2 separate regions of the Mus musculus genome follow, and region 2 is linked to region 1. A link is a contact called in public HiChIP or PLAC-seq data. All regions are on one chromosome and are shown on one strand. The core of a region is the stretch at or near the end of the contact, and the rest is flanking DNA. Distances in the headings are between cores, read along the strand shown.

What was found. HiChIP or PLAC-seq counts read pairs in DNA pulled down with a chosen protein or histone mark.
Region 2: a FOXA1 HiChIP or PLAC-seq map of pancreatic cancer cells shows a contact between it and region 1. The contact joins two enhancer-like sites. A contact is called at or near these places in 4 of 484 Hi-C or Micro-C datasets (embryonic fibroblasts, embryonic stem cells, granulosa cells and 1 more) and 2 of 115 datasets of contacts at active chromatin or transcription factors (embryonic stem cells and pancreatic cancer cells).

The regions. Positions count from the first base shown.
Region 1 is chr10:24,491,983-24,496,296 of GRCm38.p6, forward strand. All of the region lies in intron 3 of Gm15270 (predicted gene 15270), which reads right to left. Among named protein-coding and RNA genes, the nearest start is that of Gm40615, 33 kb to the left of the region's middle. Within about 2 kb of position 1,304, at least 82 of the 459 cell types and tissues checked have an H3K27ac peak or open chromatin away from gene starts, as enhancers often do. A contact at or near this core is called in granulosa cells and pancreatic cancer cells, where this site is marked.
Region 2 is chr10:24,633,605-24,637,873 of GRCm38.p6, forward strand. No RefSeq gene overlaps it. Among named protein-coding and RNA genes, the nearest start is that of Gm15270, 40 kb to the left of the region's middle. Within about 2 kb of position 2,062, at least 157 of the 459 cell types and tissues checked have an H3K27ac peak or open chromatin away from gene starts, as enhancers often do. A contact at or near this core is called in granulosa cells and pancreatic cancer cells, where this site is marked.

The DNA of each region.
Region 1 (4,314 bases), core at 54-2,553:
TAGAAAACCACATGGTTCTATGCATGTGTGGCAATCACAACTGCAATGGTCTGACCTAGAGTTTGTATACTTTAGTCACTTTAAAGGAAAGGGGATAAATGTCATAGCTGTGACTCATGCCTGTCTCAGAACAGGAGCATGGCCTGTACAGGGAGACCTGTGGAAGCTCTGCCTTCTTGGGGCGTGAGAGGAAAACTGGAAGCAGACAGAATGGCTTCCAAAGATGTCTTAACACTTAGAGAAACGGTCAAGTGGGTGCAGAAAACACTTATATCCCAAATCAGTAAGTTCTGGAAATGTTAAGATCTGTTTGTAAAATGCAGAACTCATGGGGAATTCATTTCCAACAGATTGCAGGATAGTTATGAACAGTCAGGAAAATAATTGATTACCATTGGAACAGGTTTTTTTTATAACTAATATTTGATCTTGCTTTCAAGTGGTCACTTTGAGATCTTCCATGAACTGCCTGTTTAAATAACCAACATACACTGTGCTCTTGCTTTCCCCACAAACCTCCATTTGTTTTTGTCCCTTAATCTTAACATCCATAGTTTTACACAGCACAGTCATAGTTTTACAAAGTGCACCACTCAAGAGTTACGAAAAATGAGCCGGGCATGGTAGCTCACACCTTTAATCCCAGCACTCGGGAGGCAGAGGCAGGCGGATTTCTGAGTTCGAGGCCAGCCTGGTCTACAAAGTGAGTTCCAGGACAGGTAGGGCTATACAGAGAAACCCTGTCTCAAAAAAAAAAAAAAAAAAAAAGAGTTACGAAAAATTACTCTGCCTCCAGGAAGGTCTATATCTGATCCCCACCAGATCAGACACCGAGCAATAAGAAATTACCATTGCTTAGAAATGTGATTTAGAACATGAAAAATTGCTCTCAATAAGCCTGTGGTAACTAAACCTACTGTCACCCAGCCTGGCTGATGACAAAACTATAAACTCTTGGCTCTACCTTCCTCAAATGTGTTTTCTGCTTGTCTCTCTACAGGAGTGTTCCCTGTAACACCAGGATAGCAGAAAAGAACTATTTTCTGATCAGCGTGTAGTACAGTTCTTGCTGCTATTTCTTAAAAAAAAAAAAGTATCAAAAATATCAATGACATGCATTTCTTTCAGATAGGGGGAAGTCTGTCTGTGGTTTAGCTAGAGGATTTATTGATAAATTTTCAAACAAAGGAGGTGAGAAAGGAAATAGGCCATCTAGAGCAGACCACATAATATATCTCAGTTCTTTTCATCCTCCTAACAACACAGTTATTACATTTAATACACAAGAAACCTAAGCGCCAAAGGACTCAAGCATCTTAGATGATTCACACAATGTCTAGGGAAAGGAGACTTTGACCTGAGCCTACATCGCCGCCTTCCCTTTAAATCTTCATTCCTTTCTCCAGGGTGGTCACAGACAAATTCTGCCCAAATTTAACCTAAGCCCTTGATCGTTTAAAGGTTAAAACCTGTCTCTGTTCAGGGAGTAAATCCCAGAAAAAGCCCTGCATGCCCAGTGCTAGCTGCATGTTTAACCTGGAGATTTGCTACAATAGCAGCCCCTCTGGAAACTGGCCAGGTCTTTAGCCTCCCTGGCACACAGCACAGTGACTCAGGTCAGACTACAGCCGCTCAGAACAAACCCTTCAAAACAGGACCTCAAAAATGTCAATGACTAAGGTACTATTGTTCTCAAATGACCTTGGTTAGGGGCAGAGACCACTCGTGTTCATAAAATAAAAAGCAATGCAAGATGAGAACGTTATGCTGATTGACTTCACTGTTTTCAAGATTTAAAAATAACATTTTTTGAAATTGTTTTGCTTTTGTTTTTGTTTTTATAGCGTTATCAGCTGATTATGGGATAGTCTGAGAAGTGGAAGTACTCCTTCAAATCTTGTTTCTTCCTCTTCTGAAGGACATAAAAGCTAAGCCTTCAGTGAAGTTGCCCTCTGAAGGCCAACGGGAAGTATTTGTTTTGTCTTATGTGTAAAACCGGAGTTAGCATCCAAAAGAACTAGATGTCCCCATGAAAAATGAAAAAGATCATGGTAAACAGCTGGAGAGAGCAGATAGCATGTTGCCCTGTGTGCATTCCTCACAGGCCCCTCACGCTGCTCCCTTCAGACGGAGAAAACATTTCCTGCCTCGGTGCATAGCAGAGGAAGACAAGAGGCCTGCAATGACCTCAGAAGGCTCTGGCAGTTTTCCAAAGGCCTTGAGCAGAATTATCTCAAAGCTTCTATCAATGCAGTGAGCCTTTTCGGTATGGTGTGGAACACTTCTGCACTCAACAGGATAGATAACAGTTGCTGTAGAGGGTCCTCTTTACAACCAATGGAAATATGTTCATCAGTGATGCAGAAGAGGGCATCATTATTAATAATACGTTTCTCTAACCTTCTTCACTCCTAGCCCACCATAATTTTTTAAAGGCAGACAGTAATTTAATAATGCCCATAATATGCTATAGAATATAATATATCCTGTCATTGAATGAATAATAGTAGTTGACATTATTCAAGCACGTGCTGCGCCTCTGGTACTGAGCTTAGAAATAGAGTACGAAGCATGCAAGTCAATGGAGCTGCTAGCCTATTCCTTATTCTGTGAGCCAGAACTTCTAGGGAAGCTCTAACACAGATCAGGGGTCAAACCTGCTCCCTCAGCATTTATAAGTCGATTGATTTAGATGTGTGTAGTACATATATAGCTAAGCTACTATAGAAGCATACAATAAAACTCAGAAATACACGAGAGTATGATAAAAAACTTAACATGTTGGGAAAGCAGGTATTTTTTAAAGGGCATGCAAGGCACACACAACCAAGACAGGGCTAAATAGTGTGCTTTAAATAATATTAAAGGGAATACAGAATTGAGAGGTAGAGAGAGCCATTTTTGAAGCCAGTCAGTGATGGTTCCTATGCAGCATGGCTTGCTGTGGCCTAAGGAAAAGAAAGCATCTAGGAAGACTGGATAAGAGAATGAGGACCACAGAAAGGAAGCACGCTGCCCATGCTGAGCAGTGAGCTTTTATTCCTGCACCCATTAGAGTGTTGTTAGAAGTCTACACAGAATCCACGTGAGCCATTAACCATTAGGTTATCTTTTGTTTGTTTGACTACTGTACTGGCTAGTTTTGTGTCAACTTGACACAGCTGGAGTTATCACAGAGAAAGGAGCTTCAGTTGAGGAAATGCCTCCATGAGATCCAACTGTAAGGCATTTTCTCAATTAGTGATCAAAGGGGAAAGGCTCCTTGTGGGTGGAACCATCTCTGGGCTGGTAGTCTTGGGTTCTATAAGAGAGCAGGCTGAGCAGGCCAGGGGAAGCAAGCCAGTAAAGAACATCCCTCCGTGGCCTCTGCATCAGCTCCGGCTTTCTGACCTGCTTGAGTTCCAGTCCTGACTTCCTTGGTGATGAATAGCAGTATGGAAGTGTAAGCTGAATAAACCCTTTCCTCCCCTACCTGCTTCTTGGTCATGACGTTTGTGCAGGAATAGAAACCCTGACTAAGACAACTACCAAGTTATTTCCTGAAGAAGGGCAAAGAGAAAGAAGAGGCCACATCTGTTACAAAATAATGAGAAAGTAGAAAAAGAAGATAAAATTAACAGGTACAGAATATTAAATGCATGCATGATGATACGATTACCAAAACCTAAAGGGGACTCATCTCCTGAAGCTTGGGAAAGAGAAAGGGAATTTCCAGCACCAAACATGGGGCTACCTTTGTTTTTCTACAGCTGATCCTCCCCATGGCACTTCCATCTAAGTCTCTTGCTCCCCAGTGACTAGAATTTACATTTATAGTCCCTATTCCTGTCTCTGGGCTCTACATGGAAAGCCCATTCTTTTTCTTTTGCATCTGCTCTCAGACCACACACACTCAAACACACACACTGACACACACAGATATTCACACACAGAGACACGCAGGCAGACACACACACTCACACACACATGCACTCACACACACACGTACACATGTGTGCCATTAACCATTAGGTAAAGTTTTGTTTGTTTGACAACTAAGTTATTTCCTAAGAAAGGGCAAAGAGAAGAAAGAGGTCACATGTGTTACAAAATAATGAAAAAGTAGAAAAAGAAGAGAAAAAATTCTTCATACTTTGGATTTACATACTTTGTAGATCCTTAAGCAACAACATGAGAATTTCCTCAAATTACATCATCTCTTTTATTTAAATATTTTGTATTAGATATTTTTGTTATTTACATTTCATATGTTATCTCCTTTCCTAGTTTCCCCTCCAAAAATCCTCTACCCCTTTCCTCCTCCCCCACTGCTCA
Region 2 (4,269 bases), core at 812-3,311, 140 kb after region 1:
ACCAAGAGCACATTCACTTCAAGATCTCTTCTGGGGATCTGAGGAGATGTCTCAGTAGGTAGATGCACTTGCTGTGAACACTGAAGGCCTTAGTTCAAATCACTAAAGCCTATGTAAAAATCCAGGCGCGTCCTTTTAATCCCCCACTGGCAGACAGGGAAAGCAGGTTACTGGGGATCACTGGCTGTCAACCTAGCTCTTAATAAAGTGAGAGAATCTTTCTTAAAGGACTGGGGACTGGAGCATCTTACATACATCACACATGCACACATGTGCACACACACTAAAATAAAATCGAAAATAAATTTACTTAGAAGGCATTATTCTGGTTTAGACGGAAACTTTGATGAGTGAACTTTAACGTGATAAATGTGATTTTAAGCAAACACTATGACATCTTGTTTAGAGGCTAAAGTTCCTCGCCATGGTTAGAATGAGAGTGTTCCAGTTACAGACTTATCAGGGAAGTCGTTTAGCACAAAAGCTTGTTTGGGTTTTTTTGTTGTTGTTGTTGGGGGGGGGGGGTTCGAGACAGGGTTTCTCTGTATAGCCCTGGCTGTCCTGGAGCTCACTTTGTAGACCAGGTTGGCCTCGAACTCAGAAACCCACCTGCCTCTGCCTCCCAGGGGTGCTAGGATTAAAGGCGTGCGCCACCACGCCCCGCTAGCACAAACATTTTAAAGGAAAGAAGCCGCCTGGCCTGCTGCGAGTGGGTGTAATAGGAGTTGTCAGCTGCACCATCACGTGATTCATCTCGAAGAAGCCTTTTGGTTCTGTCAGCTTTTCATGGGACAGCGACGGATAGGATGATTGTGGCGACACAGCACTGTTAGTTCTCTGAACCTGAGCCTAGTTTCATCCCATGACCTTGGATTTCACAGACAGGAAGTAGTGGGGAAATATTTCTCCTCCCTGGGAAGATACCCAGAAGCAGATGACAGCTGGCTTGTCCCAGCTGCTGTCTGGTTGCTGCTAGCTCTTTGCCTCTTTCCAGAAGGTCTGGTGTGACTCGGTGGGTGTGATAACCCAGGCACTTGCACACACGGCCACCTTTGTCAAGTGTGTGCAACTCTGCCAGCAGTGTGCTGCAGCTCTGTGGTGTGCTTTGTGTGAGAAGGCAAAGCCCAGTAAAGGCTTTTTTCCCTCCTCCATCAGAGGGCAGCAGGCTTTCTCCAGGGTGGAGTCACGGAACCAATTGTAAAAGGCCCTTGAAAGGCAACTTTACTCTTTTTAACTTAAAAAATATTCTGATTGTGCACCAGTACAGTATCTATAAATAAACTTCTTTTTAAAAGTAACCCACTAAAGCTGGAGCCGTGGAAGGCTTGCTTTTGAAATCCCAGCACATGGGAGGTAGAAGGGTCCTGAGTTTCTTCAGAGGAAATGAGGGCAGCCTGGGCTACAAGAGACCTTGACTCAAAAAAAAAAAAATAGTCAGAATTAAATGAATACAGAAATTGAAAATACCAACCGTATTTCCCGTGCAATTGTGCCCTAACCTTCCTGCAATGTGTGTGCCCTCAAGTGGATGTTTTGGTAGGAATGACCCAATGTTATCTGCTCACTGGGCATGCTTTGAAGGTCTGTCCTAGACAGAAATGGATGTAAAGTTTGTTTCTGCTTTTAGTAACTTGTGACTTTGGCAACATGACAATAAATATCTGAAAAATTATATGTCAATGTGAAAACATGCTTGTAACCACTGGGAAAAGTTTGCTGCACTACTGACCTACAGTCCCCGTGAAACAGAACACTTGCAGACCATAAACCTTATCAGCTCCGGGAACCAGTTCAAAGGCTATAGTCATATCAGGCTCAGCATAGAGTCCAGGCAGGGAAGTGTCTGTGGCCGGTCTGTCCTCGTCAGCATCTGTTGTCTTAGGAAGTTTGTGGTGATGACGTTCTCTTTAAGAAGAGATCATGGCAGATCCCTGGGCCCCTGTAGGAGCTAATAATCTTTTACACTGATAACCACATCACCCCGTGGTTTGTATGTGATGTCTTCCCCATAGGCTTGTATTTGAACACGTGGCCCCACCTCACGGTGCTGTTTGGGAAAGTCATGAAGCCTGCAGGAGAGACTGCGCTTGAACAGGGGGAAACATGGGGGCGGGCCTTGAGGTTTTGTAGCCTGATCCCTACTTCCTGTTTTCTCTCTCCTTCCTTACCGCCAGTGACAGCCTTCTGCCCCTGCTTCCAAGCTTTTCTTGCCATAATGCACTGTATTCCCTTGTCACTGAAGGCATCTCCTTGCTGGAATGTGTAAAGCCATTGTGGGGTCCACTTAAATCCAACAGAGCTCAAAGACCAGGTCAGTGCAGATGACAAAAAAATGTATTGTAATCACGCTGTTACTGATCCATCCGGGCCAGAGAACAGACTCTAGAGCCGAACTGCATCCGTGAAGCGAAGTTGTACAGCACATTTAAGGATGAGACCACAAACTGAGGAGGAACGGGGTGGGCTGTAGCACCGTCCAATCATATTTTGACACGGGGCTGGGCAAGGGAGTCTCCACTGTGGTTTTGCCCTGACTCGGGGCCAGCAAGTTACAGGAAACAAGTCAACACTCCTGGGCCACCTGGTTTCAAGGCCTTTGACTCAGAGCCTTGGTAGTCAGACCTCATCCTGGATATTTGATGTGTAACTCAAGATGATAAGAGAACAAGGGAGTCGGTTGTAGACCTGGGACCATGAACTCAGTTTGATCCCGCCAACAAGATGGAGAAGTTGTCCCTGTGGTGGCTGGATGCAGACAACTGTCTCCTTACAAGCAATGAAGCACTCCTGAAACTACTTTCTTTCCTGTGGTGGCTGTAGACACTGCCACTAGCAAGCACGTACTTCGTATTGTAGCTATGTCTGAGTACAGCTTCTTTTCTTTTCTTTTTAAAGATTTATTTATTTATTATATGTAAACACACTGTAGCTGTCTTCAGACACCCCAGAAGAGGGCATCAGATCTCATTATGGATAGTTGTGAGCCACCATGTAGTTGCTGGGATTTGAACTCAGGATCTTTGGAAGAGCAGCCCATGCTCTTAACTGCTGAACCATCTCTTCAGCCCCCTAAGTACAACTTCTTGATACATAGTACCTTCTATACAGCCACACAAGAAGTACCAGGAGCCTTACGTGGGGCGTGTATTGTATGTTATTTTACATCTTGAAGGGTCTGACAGACCTTATTCTTACAGCAGTGGTTCTCAAGTTTTCTAATGCTGTAGCCCTTTAATGCAGTTCTTCATGCTGTAGTGACTCCCCCAACCATAAAATTATTTTCTTTACTAATTCATAACTATAATTTTGCTACTGTTATGAATCATAATGTAAATACCTGATATTTAGGATATCTGATATCTGAACACCCCACCACCACCACCACCACCAACCCCCACCCCACCCCCAACCCCCACCCCACCCCCCGCAAAGGGACCTGCAGTTTGAGAACCAATGTTCCAGGTTAATGTTCACAAGTGAGCACAGAGAGACAGGAGTTCCGTCTGTCCTTCCCTTGACTCCAACTTACCCCAGTGCCTCACACCCTGATAGGGAGTCATCAGCTCAGCTTGGGAAGCCACTGTTAGTCCTGCTCTGGTTAAAGATTATCAGATTCCTGGGTTAAAATGAGCTGTTGGAAACAAAGTGGCCATGTCTTGGATACACATACTGGGAGCTCAGGGGATTGGCAAGTTTGTTTCTGTTTATAACTTAATACACATGAGTAGCTCTACAAAATGGTGACATTGTCCAGGTACACAGCAGTGAATGATAAGAATCTAGGATAATAGTGTTCGGCACCTTTACTGTGTGAGCAAAGACGGGAAACGGATTCTACCTGTAAATACTGATTCTTCTTACTTTAGAGGGCTGAGTGTTCTTACTTGAATGCCCGTGTACATGCAGTGCCTGCAGAGGCCAGAAGAGGTTTCGGGATTGCCCAGCAGTTGGAGTCAGACATCTGTGTGCCTCCATGTGATGTGGGGGCTGGAAGTGAACCCAGAGCCTCTGGAAGAGCCGCTAGTGCTCTTAACTGCTGAGCCATCTTCCTGGATGCTGGTCTGAATTTCTGATAGGTAATAGGATTAGAAATTTAAGTCAAGGGCTGGAGAGATGGCTTAGAGCTTAAGAGCACTGGCTTCTCTTCCAGAGGTCCTGAGTTCAATTCCAAGCAACCACATTGGTGGCTCACAACCATCTATAATGGGATCTGAAGCCCTCTTCTGGTGTGTCTGAAGACAGCTACAGTGTACTCATATGCATTAAATA